Linked DNA regions of Zea mays: region 1 is linked to region 2. Evidence: chromatin contacts called from public Hi-C data. All regions are on one chromosome and are shown on one strand. The core of a region is the stretch at or near the end of the contact, and the rest is flanking DNA. Distances in the headings are between cores, read along the strand shown. Region 1 has its middle 51 kb from the start of LOC100275815. Region 2 holds the start of LOC111590294 (probable carbohydrate esterase At4g34215).

Region 1 (5,988 bases), core at 2,057-4,556, 260 kb before region 2:
CGACAACTAGGGCGGGTGCTTCGACGATGGCGAGCAGTACTACGTGACGCCATCCGTCGTCGCCGACAACTGGGGCGGATTCTTCGATGGCGAGTATGGGGCTGCCAACACTGGGTTCGCTGACCACTGGGACCACCCTACCTCCAACCCCGAGGCAAATGGCGATCGCACGTCAGCTGTTGCGGTGGAGTTGGCCACCCACGCCGCTTTCGACGCTAACTCCATGACGGCGCGCACCAGCTGTTCGACGTCAGCATCATCGTCAGTTCCGTCTGCGAGCACACCACATCTACACCATCTCCTGCCACATCGTCCAACATCAATTCAGCAATGACGACGGGGACATCCTCGGCTCCGACAACAACACCAGCCATACACGCCTCTGCCTTGATCGCCTGGCTGGACGCATAGCCTGCTGTGTCGACTTGCTCATCGGTACTGGGTGCTCAAGGTGCAGAGGAGGAGTTGCGAACTAACTCGCCTAGCAAGTGTTCAACAAAATGTCTCAATCGCATCAGTGATGTGCTGAAGCCCATGGACATCTTCAGAATCGTTTGCACTGCTCCACCAACCACTCACATTTCACAGAGATAGGGACTGCTCACTCGAGCTTCTATTGAGCAGATATACCACCAACATTAATCCTGCTTCCTCCATTGGTAATGGTCTGTGGGGTCTTGCCACCGATGTCCCTGATAAGTGTCGACCATGGGATCCGGGTCTTCTCCAGATGCTAGGTACAAGGACACTTTTGAAGCAAAATGCAAATTCTATCGTTGGTGCCCATGGTGTTTGTCGCCCGCTCGAGTCACAACCACCAATATGCTACATAGGCAGTGTCTCTAATTTCAGACCGATACCATGGCTGTCCTTTGGTCGTAGACAAAATACCTTGTTGTCGATGACTATTTGGCCAACACCCAGATGCACAATGATGTTGCTTCCATCCTGCAGATGCTATCTTCCTAGTTGTTTAGTGGCAGTAAGTCTCCTTATAGCAAGAATACTTTCACTCATTGACCAGCAGCTAAAAGTAGTCCTGGTTGTGCATATGGAACCACTTAAGTGCTAAAAGGTTGTGCTGCAGATACATGTTCATCTACATGGTTGGTCAATGTGTCCATTTACTATTGCGTGCTTTTGTGGGAGGTTCTGTAAGTGCAAGACGCCATTGTTTGAGACACTCGTACATGTGGCAGAAGAGTCATACTTTGTGTCAAAGCACATCAGCATCAAGAGACCCAAGTGGTGCACGTGTTGTGTGATTCTGACGAGGAAACTTTTGATTTGGTTGCATGTTTATGGACTGTCAAGGCCACAACATGAGCATGTGCAGAGAAATTCAGGCATCTTGATGCTTTGTGTTGGGTTCTTGGCTAGCATAAAGAAGGAGCAGACTAAGTTAATCCTTTAAACAGTACGAATTAGCAGCGAAGCGTTTGGGCATGTGACAGTCTATTTTAGGATTTGCATGGGGCTGTTAATGGAGTACATGATTGTTCAGATCAGCGGTTGGATTGAGTTACCCAGGTTGGGTAAATTACAGTTGAGTACTAATTGTTGGTGCACAGATGGTTCTGAATGTGAGTCACATTGCCATTTTAGTGCACACTTGCATGGTTGTCCAGTTATCCCTGGAGTTTTCACGGGTAAATTGGTTGTCCAGTTATCCCTGGCTTTTGACCATAGCTTGCAGGGAAGGTTTGCAGCCAGGAATAGGGGAGCCGAAAGAAGCCTTTGTGCACTATTCAGTTCTACATATGTTCAGATGTCTCTATTGCTTGCATTTTTGCATTAGATGGTCTGCAATTTATTTCAGTCTCAACCCTACAATCTTAACAATATGAGAGAGAGCATGTTCATGGAGAGGCAACCAGGACCATCATTGCAACTAACACGACAGAAGTGTGGTGACACTATCCATTGCTTATTCAGTCGGGAAGTACATGAACAGCTGTAACACCCTGAATTTGGGGTATAAAATTTCTTTTTCTAATATTCACCAAATTCAGGTGTTACCCTCTTCTTCCTTTGCCTTTCTTTATCTTTCAAAAATATAGAAGGAATATTTTGCTTTTATGAAAGTATTAGATGTATTAATGAATCTCAAAAAGGGTTTTTGATCATTGCATCACATGCTGGAGCATTAGTCTTCTTGTTGTTGATTGAGTTGTAAGAGTTCAACGAGTTAATTTATTCTCTTTTGAGAAGCCCAGTTTAATTAATAATAGAAATTTACCAAAAAATATTTATTGAATATTCTATTTAGAAATATTATTATTTTTAATTATTATGGTTTTCTATTAATATTTCGAAAAATAACAAATATTTATTCATACATTTTGAATAACATGCGTTAAGAAAAAGAGGAAAATGAATTTCAAAATAAACAGAAAGAAAGAAAAGGCCCAGCTGCTCGGCATGTTCGTGGCCCGCTCGGCCTTCCAGCCTCGTCGCGCGCACAGGAGCACGAGTAGCGGCCATCCAGTTCATGGGCCCACCCGTCAGCAGGGTGCGGGACCCACTTGTTAGACCAATTTTCCTCAACTGCCCACTCCCTTCCCTAGCCGCCACTACTCTTGTTTCCCAGCCGCCAGGCTGTTCCTCTTCACGTACGTCCACGACTTCTTCAACCCCAAGCGCATTTGTTCCCTGCTCTCCTTGGCAACCAACAGCAGCGGCAACCAGCAGCCCGGCGCGGTGGCCGGCGACCAGGGCGTGGCAGCCGGCGGTGCGCCCAGCCAGCCGCCCGTGCCCGCCGCACCGTGATGCGTACGTCGGATCGCCGCTAGTGCCGCGTCCAGCTTCCGTCGCGAGCTCGGCCCTACGTCGCCCAGGCCCTCGTCGGAGCACCTCGCCATCCTGGCCGTCGTCGCGAGCGTGAGGTGAGCCCCCTCTTCTTCTCCCTCTCTCCTCTGGCTTCTCTTTCCTGTCAACGCGTAGCTAGCAACCGTCCGGCTTGCGGCAGGGACCTCCTCGCGTGAGCCCGCCTGGCCGCCATGCCCGACCAGCTCGTCCGGCCGCCATGGTGAGCCGCTGCCATCGCGCAGTCTGGCTGGTGCCTAGTGGCCAGCCAATGAATGGTCGAGCAGCCCGGCGGCAAGGGCCCCTGCGCGCGGTCGCAGCCAGCGTTGCCGGCGTGCCTGTCAGGCCCCGCGCCCCTTTCCCTGGCCGGCAGAACCGCCTCGCCGTGAGTGGCTCTGCTGTTGCCGTCCGCCTCGCCGTGAGTGGCTCTGCTGTTGCCGTCGTTCAACAGAGAAGAAGTCAAAACAGGAAACCTGCATGTGCGATACTTCTCCCATGGGCCCCACCTGCATGCGCAATACTTCTTCCGTGCATGTGCTTTTTTCAGCCATATGAACCCACGAACTCCTTGCATGTGGCTAGAAAAGTGCTCCCATATTAGACGAAGGGATCCTCTGCAACCATGGCTCTTGTGGCCCTTCGTGTGGCTGTGCTTTTGACCAATTAAATCGTGCCATGTCATAATGTCGTAAATAATCCACAAACACTATTTATTCAATATAATTTGTGTCATAAACCCATTTAAGTTGCACTAAAATTGTAATAATGTCACCAACGCGTTAGAAACACTATTATGTCATGAAGCATGTTTTATGTATGTAATTAATTATTTGTTTACATTGGTTATTAAAATAGATTTCTAATTAAAACTAATCTGTAGTTTTAATTTGTACGTTTATAATAAATGTTAGCATGATTAATATCAGCTCGAATGTTCTCGAATTAATGCTTATTTAGCATAATCGCGACATCTGTTATTGTTTCTCGCGTGTCGCTCATGCTATTCGCATGTGTCGTTGTTGCTGTTCGCGTGCCATTCGCGTGCGCCGTCACCGTCCATTTACGTGTGTCGTGCGCAATTCGCACACGTTATTTAATCATTTTGCTATAATCGTTCATGCTTATTAATTAATTCTTGTTTAGCCGTTGACTAATTGATAATTCAGTTTATCTAAAATATCTTGCGCAAATAATTTATATGAACTAAAATCAACCTAGAAATATAGCTTTGCGCGTTTAATCACAATCTAGTAGTATTTGTTGGTCGCGTCGTTTGTTAGCCGCAGATGGCCAGTTATTTGTTATATAATGCGTCGTAAGCCCATTTCTACTCGTCCTGGTCACGTGTTGATTCGCTCGTCGTTCGCGTTGGTCGCGCGCACTATTTCAGGTGTCGTCAGCGTGCTATGTCGCGCGTGTCCGCACGTCGTTTGCACGTTGTCGTGTTGTTTCGCGCATCGTAAACTCGCCTCATTTAGAATCTCTCGTGCTAATTATATTACTTATTTATTTGACAGCGGTTAGTGTAGCATATTTAATCAAAACTAAATAGTAGATGTAATTTATATTTGATAATGCCAAATTAAATGTCCTAGTTCATATTCGTTTAAGCGTAAACATGATAACTTGTCGACCGTAGCCTCGACCGTCGCGTTTCTTTGTCCTCGTGTGACCGTAGTAACACACTCTATTTTATTTTCCGTATTTTATTATGTTTTACTTGAATGGTGTAATGTTCTTATGCATATATATGGTTGTTTGTTTGTACCTGTTTGTATTCGATGTGCGACGCGAATAGATTGCGATCTGTTCCTGAGCTTCGAGGAATCGACGGTCAAGCTTCGACGACCAAGTGATCTAGCTCTTCGAGTTCCATAAAGTTGAAGACCCTGAGCATCTGTTTGGTGAAGGCAAGTGTCCCTTGACCTATCTCTGTCCTATACATACTTTAATTCACCTCCCGCATTACACATTTATACCTAAGGATTGACTAGCTTTTGTTATCCATGTCCTTGTTACCTGTCTGGGTTGGATTATTATTGCTTAGTCTTATGCTATTGCTCAACTCTAATCAATGAACATGATGAGAATTATCAATGATACACTGTTTTCCCTTCTTTTATTATGATGTTATACTTGTGGTCTTCAAGGGGGCTCGAGCGGTTTCTCGAGTGCCTCTCCGTAAGGACCTGTTCGTTGGATGACCGCCCGGGAAAACAGTGCAACCATGAGGGTGGAATGGGGTGCCCTTAGCTGAATAATTAGAGGATCCGGGGTGTAGTTCGCTTCGCCGTCATGCCGTCAATGGGGCTCGGTGTATGCGACTCGCTCTGCCAAGGTTGATTTGTCCCTTGGGGAGGAGTGCGGTACATTTAGGAAACCTAACGGGCGGCTACAGCCCCGGGGAATCTTTGTAAAGGCTACGTAGTGAGACCCTGCCTACTCACCTTGGGAGTGTTTAAGGGTCCGTACAACCCGAGGCCAAAAGGGAATCACGGCTCATGGGTAAAGTGCGCAACCTCTGCAGAGTGTTATGAAACTGATATATCAGCCGTGCTCACGGTTATGAGCGGCCAAGGGAGCTCCAGTGATTAGTGGTACTTGATCAGAGATGTTCGGGTTGCTGGTGACAATGAGACTGATGGTTCTTGGTTTTGACTCTGGTAATGGTAAGTGGTACTCTTTCCGTTTGGAAAGGAGTACGTTTGGGTTAATAACGTGGGTTAACACTAAAACTTGGCTTTCTATACTAGTAATAATAATCTGACCAACTAAAAGCAACTGCTTAACTTATCCCCACATAAAGCTAGTCCACTACAGCCAAACAGGATACTTGCTGAGTATGTTGATGTGTACTCACCCTTGCTCTACACACCAACCCCCCCTCCCCAGGTTGTCCGCATTGCAACCACTGCTCAGGAGAAGATGAAGCCGTGGAAGGAGACTTCCAGGAGTTCCAAGACTACGACGAGTTCTAGACGTGGGTTAGCGGCAACCCCCAGTCGGCTGCCTGTGAAGGCCGCATTTATCTACGTTTCGTTTTCGCACTTTGATTTATTGTAAAGACTATGTGGATGTCTCAGACATATGATGTAATCGACTATTTCCCTTTTAATACTATTTGAGCACTGTGCGATGATGTCCATGTTATGTAACTGCTGTGTACGTGAATTGCTGATCCTA
Region 2 (6,214 bases), core at 3,134-5,633:
TAGACTTACCACACCTATAGCACACCCTCTTGGAATGGGGTTTGTAGTCCTTCCCTTCCTTTGCTTGAGGATTTATCGAAAGCTCTTGATGATAAGAGCCATCTCCTCATTGTCGAGCTTGGAGGCGTCGATGGGAGTCTACTTGGTGTAGACTCTTCCTTCCTTTCTTCCGTTACTTTGAATGCAACGGGTTGCACATCGGGTGTGGAGGTGGCGCCTTGCTCCAAGTTGACAATGTGTTTGGAGTCTTTGATCATTAGTTCAAAGCTCACAAACTTGTGAATCACTTCCTCGAGAGACATCTGTTTATATCTAGGATCTCCACGCATTAGTTGCACTTGAGTGGGATTACAAAAAACAAGAGATCTAAAAATAACCTTGACCATTTCATGGTCATCCCACTTGGTGCTCCCGAGGTTGCGCACTTGGTTGACCATTGTTTTGAGTCGGTTGTACATTGCTTGTGGCTCCTCTCCTTTGTTGAGGATGAATCGACCGAGCTCTCCCTCGATCGTCTCGCGCTTGGTGATCTTGGTCACCTCGTCCCCTTCATGCGCCGTCTTGAGGACATCTCAAATTTCTTTGGCATTTTTTAACCCTTGCACCTTATTATACTTTTCTCAACACAAGGAGGCGAGGAGTATAGAAGTTGCTTGGGAATTAAAATGCCTTATTTGGGCATCCTCATCGGAGTCGTAGTCCTCATCGCCCACCTATGGTGCCTGCGCTCCAAACTCAACAATATCCAATATTCTTTTATGGAGTGAGGCTAGATGGTGCCTCATTTTATCACTCCACATACAATAATCCTCACCATCAAAATATGGTGGTTTGCCTAGGGGTACCAAAAGTAAAGGAGCACACTTAGGAATGCGAGGATAGCGTAGAGGCATCTTACTATACTTCTTGCGCTCTTGGCGCTTCGAAGTAGTAGACTTGGCGCCGGATGTAGAAGGTGATGAAAGAGTCAGTCTCGTAATAGACCACCTTCTTCATTTTCTTTTTCTTCTTGTCACCCTTCCTATGTGACTTGATGGAGGAAGCAGATTCCTCCTTGTACTTGTCGCCGGACTCCCTTGACGGAGTTCGTTAATTATTCTTCCTTCCCGAGCCTATGGCCTTGTCGCCAGTCACCATCTCCCTCTTGGTGTGTTCTCCCAACATCACTTTGAGCTGTTAGACTCTAATGAAGCACCAAGCTCTGATACCAATTGAAAGTCGCCTAGAGGGGGGTGAATAGGCGAAACCTGAAATTTACAAACTTTGAACACGCACTAAGCTCGGGGTTAGCGTTAGAATAAATTCGGAGTGCGAAAGATAGTTCTCCTTGCTATGAGTTGCTCAATCAATGCAGATAACCTTGGGAGCAAACTCAAATCAATATGATCAAGGGAACTTTTAGAGAGGGGAAAGAAGAAGAAACAAATCAAATGAAGATCAACACAAATGAACACGGTGATTTATTTACCGAGGTTTGGTTCCAAAGAACCTAATCCCCATTGAGGAGGCCACAAAGGTCGGGTCTATTCCAATCCTTTCCCTCTCTCAGTAGGTCACACAGACCGATCGAGGATTCTCCTTAATCAATTGGGTCACTAAGACCCCGCAAGGGTCACCACACACTTAGGTGTCTCTTGCTAGCTTTACAAAGCACTTAGAAGAATAAGAATGAGAAGGAGAAAGCAATCCAAGCAACAAGAGCAACAAAAGAACACAAATGATCCTCTCTCAAGTCTCTAAGCAATTAAGTTGATTTTGGAGCTTGGAGGGAATTGAATGCTTTTATTGTGTCTTTGGAGTGTTTGCCTTTGCTCTTGTATCGAATGTGAAGTTCAGAAAACTTGGATAGCTTGAATGGTGGTGGTTGGGGGTATTTATAGCCCCAACCACTATTCTAGCTGTTGCTGTCGATGGCACACCGGACAGTCCGGTGGTGCACCGGACATGGCACTGTTCAGTGTCCCGTACGTGCCATGTCAGCTGCCCGTTGGGGTTTGGAGCAGTTGACCGTTGAAGTCCTTTGTCTTCTTGCTGCACCGGACAGTCCGGTGGCACACCAGATATGTCCGGTGCGTTCTGACTTCGCTGCTCTGATTTCTGACTTCTGCACTATGCGCTTTTACTGTTCACGCAGTCGGCCGTTGGTGCATTTGACTGTTGCTCCGTTGGCTCACTGGACACTGTCTGGTGCACACCGGACAGTCCGGTGAATTATAGAGGAGCAACTCCCTATGAAACCCAAGAGTGGCAAGTTCGCGTTGTGCTCGGCCTAGGCACCGGACAGTGTCCGGTGCGCCACTGGCAGCACCATTGCTAGTCTTTTCTCTAAACTTGGTTGAGTCCCCAACTTAATTTCTTTCTTGGTTTATGTTGAACCTTATGCACCTGAGATAAATGACAACTAGGCAAACTAATTAGTCCACGTGGTTTGTGATGGACGTCAAACACCAAAAATGATTATAAGAAATGATTAAGCCCATTTCCCTTTCAACGACGCTACGCTGGTTCCCGAGGGTATGAACAGAGATGTCATATCCCATTAAAGAGGCACGATGCGCCCCCGAAGACGAAAAAAATGGGGCAATGGAAAATAAAACGGTGGTTTTGAAATTACCATTACCAAAACCAGGGGCATGTGTTATCACCAGAATTTAAATGGGTCAGAAATGGGCCGAAACGCAGAATGGGCTGCAAAGAGTAATTTAGGAAATTGGAAGATAAGCCCATGCGCAGGAATTTTCTAGGCCAAGGCGGTCATGTATTTAGTAAAATAAGTTAAACTAGCTTAAAAATAGGTGGATAGAGCTCATCTTGAACACACCAAGGTTAGTGAGTTTTCGGACTATAAATGTGTACCTTAGGTCACCCATTAGGGTAATCATAATTTTTTACACGTTTTGCGACCACAAGCTTTGGCGCATCGCCGCCCCCGCTCTTAGGGTTTTCTACGGGTAACTGTCACGCCACTCTGATCGCATCTCGCGATTAGGGGGCGCCTTGCTTTGTTCCATCCGGTAGATCTGATCTATCACGGTTAGTCCATGATTCATCAAGGATCTATTTAATATCTGCATGATTAGGCCTCGCACACGAGCCGGATGTTCCGGTAAACTGTTGGGTGCTTTGTGTCGGCTCGAGTAGGGATTGTTCTAGGAATTGTCTCATGCTGGTTTTTAGGCCTCTGATCCGACCGACGCTCTGTGGTCTGTCATGCTTGCTAGGCCTGACTACGCGTAGGATGTTCCGATTATGCAATGAAGGCTTTAACCGTAGTAGTTTGGATTCGCTTGATGCGAGTGAAGCGGGGTTTCGAGAGCCATCGGCTCCATGTCTCACTGACGCGTGGACCCGATGCGAGCCTGGAGAACGATCGACTTCTTACAGCCGATACGACCCGGGAAGTCGAACATGGCTCGGACTGACATTTGCATGTGTTTATGTACGCAAGAAACCAACTCAGAGCATGTTGGCACCCTAGGTTGCGCTGTGTATTTTGGTGCTTTTTTTCTTTTCGATGTTGTGGGACTGCTATAGTGATTTCTACACTCGGCTTGATCGACATTCTAAACTATCGAAACACATGTACGTTAGTCGAGAATTCAGTTCATGCCATTTAAAGTGTGGCTATGTAATGTGTGCTGGCTAGATGGAACCATAAAGGCTACAATGGTCATACAAACATTGTGTGATTGTCCAATTTATGATTGTGTAATTTATGACTCAACAGAAATATTAAGGCTAATGTCTATAAAAAAAATAGTACTATGTAACTACTGTTGGATGAGTCCTATGTGCCTATCTATGATAGGCACAGTCTCTTGTCCAGGTTAAATTGTTAGAGCAACTCCAATAGTTATGTAAATTTTAGCTCTCTAAATTATAGATTTAAGAAGTTGCTAAATGTTTTTTAGAGTAAAAAAATGTGAGTTCTCCAATAGTTCTCTAAATATAGGTTGTAATTTTGTGTTGTATATATCCATATAAAAAATAAGTCACAAAAACTATATAATGCAGTCAACATTTTTGTTTAGTGAGTTGTTAAATAGTTGCCAAATGTAGAGAGAAAATGAGGTTAGATGACAAGTTCTTAAATTTAGAAAGTTCGTTTAGAGAACTGTTGGAGAATAGTTTTTATGTTAACTACCTAAATTATTGATTTAGAAAGTCTTTTAGAGAACTACTGGAGTTGCTCTTAGCACATTTTGGTTTGGTGCACCGTGATTATGGATGCATTTCTCAAGCGAGAAGGACAAAAAACCGCTGAATTTCTCGTTCTCACTTATATCCGCATTTCTGGCTCTGGTTTTTGCGCTATTTTGATTCCAATTTTAAAAATATAAAAGTTATTTATTGATCAAAAGCTATTTTGATTCCCTGAACCCTGGCCGCGACTGGCGGTCACTGGCAAAAGCGAAACGTCCAAGTCAACCAACGAGGCAACGACGCGGGCAAAGCGGCATAGGGGAAGCGAGAAGCCCAACCACCGAGCCCTCGCCTCAAAATCCAGCTGCCACGCCGAGCCCAAGCTCCCAATCGCCATGAAGCCGGCGGCGCGGCGGCCGCTGCTGCTGTGCGCGCTGGCGGCGGCGGCGGCGCTCTCCATCCTGCTGGTCGCGCCGCCGCCTCTCGCCGCGCACCTATCATCACTGCTCCTCGCCTTCCCGGCGTCGCCCTACGCGGGCGGGCCCAAGCTGGTGGTCCTCCTCGCCGGCCAGTCCAATATGGCAGGCCGCGGCCTCGCGCCGTCGCTGCTCCCGCCGCAGTTTCGCCCGCACCCGCGCGTGCTCCGCCTCGCCGCGTCCCGCCGCTGGGTCGTCGCCGCCCCGCCGCTCCACGCCGACATCGACACCCACAAGGCGTGCGGTCTCGGTCCCGCCATGCCCTTCGCCCACCGTCTCCTCCACGCTGCCTCCCCGGACCTCGTCCTGGGCCTCGTGCCCTGCGCCGTCGGCGGCACCAGGATCTGGATGTGGGCCAAGGGGGAGCCTCTCTACGAGGCCGCCGTCGCCCGGGGGCGCGCCGCTGTTGCCGCCGGCGGAGGCACCCTCGGCGCCGTGCTCTGGTTCCAGGGGGAGAGCGACACCATCGAGCTCGACGACGCCACGGCCTACGGCGGCAGGATGGAGCGCCTCGTCAACGATTTCAGGGCTGATCTCGGCATGCCGAATCTGCTCGTCATACAGGTCAGCACGCGGATTCCTCTCTTTTTTTCCTTCCCCCACTCTCCATGCGTTTCGTCATGGCGTCAGCTCGACCGATTTTATTTCTTCATTCATGGACATGGTCGAATTCCACATTGCTATGCCAAGCCTAAAAGCTTTTTTTTTTTATAATGGAAACATGAGTTCCGGCTTTAACATGGTAATGCGTACAGCCAACACAAGACAATTATTACATCAGCCAAGCCTAAAAGCTAGCTCCTTTCTTACTAGCAAACATCAGCGCCACTTCAGATGATAAATAATCCTGCTTTTACTTAAATCAACTGACAATTAAGGAACTGTCAGACCTCGCCGAAGACTCACCTCCTGTTGCCGGCGAGCTCCCCCTGCAGCCTTTCACAAACACACAGAACTCACACGAATAGAATTGGGCACACTCTGATTTTTGGTGCTGCGTAAAACTGCGCAGCTTTTCTGACTCTGTTTACTGAATAAAAAGGATTCAACAGAATGTGGCCAACGACCACCCGAGAAGCACGGCACGTCCCTCCACTTTGTGTGCCATCCCACACATAGGCATGCCGGCCACGACTACACGTACAGCCAATAGATGACTATACGCCTAACCTGGGAATAAAAAACAACAGCCTTAAGTAAACTAACTAAGACCCATGCACAAGGATTATTTCAACAATTCTCCTCCTAATACTTGTGCATATACTACTGTGCTGATCGAAGGCCAATCTTCATGCAGAGTTCTCTGAACTTCAGTTTGCCGAGAGGCTTCGTGAGAATGTCCCCAAGCTGCTCCTCTGTCCTGATGAACTTCACTTCAATTTGGCCTGAATTTGCATACTCCCGGATCAAATGAAATCTTGTATCTATATGCTTTGACCGGTCGTGATGCACTGGGTTTTTAATCAATGAAATGGCAGACTTATTGTCTACCCTTAACACCGGCTTGCTTACAGCTGAACCACTGATTTCAGCCAGCAGCCGAGCTAGCCAAACAGCCTGACAAGCAGCAGTTGCAGCTGCTATATATTCAGCCT

Evidence for each region. Hi-C and Micro-C count contacts between places; a contact is called where the count stands out from the background.
Region 1: a contact with region 2 is called in a Hi-C map of ear, with 2.5 times the contacts expected there. The contact joins the enhancer-like site here to the promoter of LOC111590294 in region 2. A contact is called at or near these places in 4 of 25 Hi-C or Micro-C datasets (ear, endosperm, leaf and 1 more).

What each region holds. Positions count from the first base shown.
Region 1 is chr10:95,064,334-95,070,321 of Zm-B73-REFERENCE-NAM-5.0, reverse strand. No RefSeq gene overlaps it. Among protein-coding and RNA genes, the nearest start is that of LOC100275815, 51 kb to the left of the region's middle. Within about 2 kb of position 3,306, at least 10 of the 20 cell types and tissues checked have an H3K27ac peak or open chromatin away from gene starts, as enhancers often do. A contact at or near this core is called in ear, leaf and tassel, where this site is marked.
Region 2 is chr10:94,803,636-94,809,849 of Zm-B73-REFERENCE-NAM-5.0, reverse strand. It overlaps LOC111590294 (probable carbohydrate esterase At4g34215), which reads left to right and starts at 4,383. Exons shown (of 2, transcript XM_023301219.2): 1 at 4,383-5,183. The coding sequence starts at 4,539.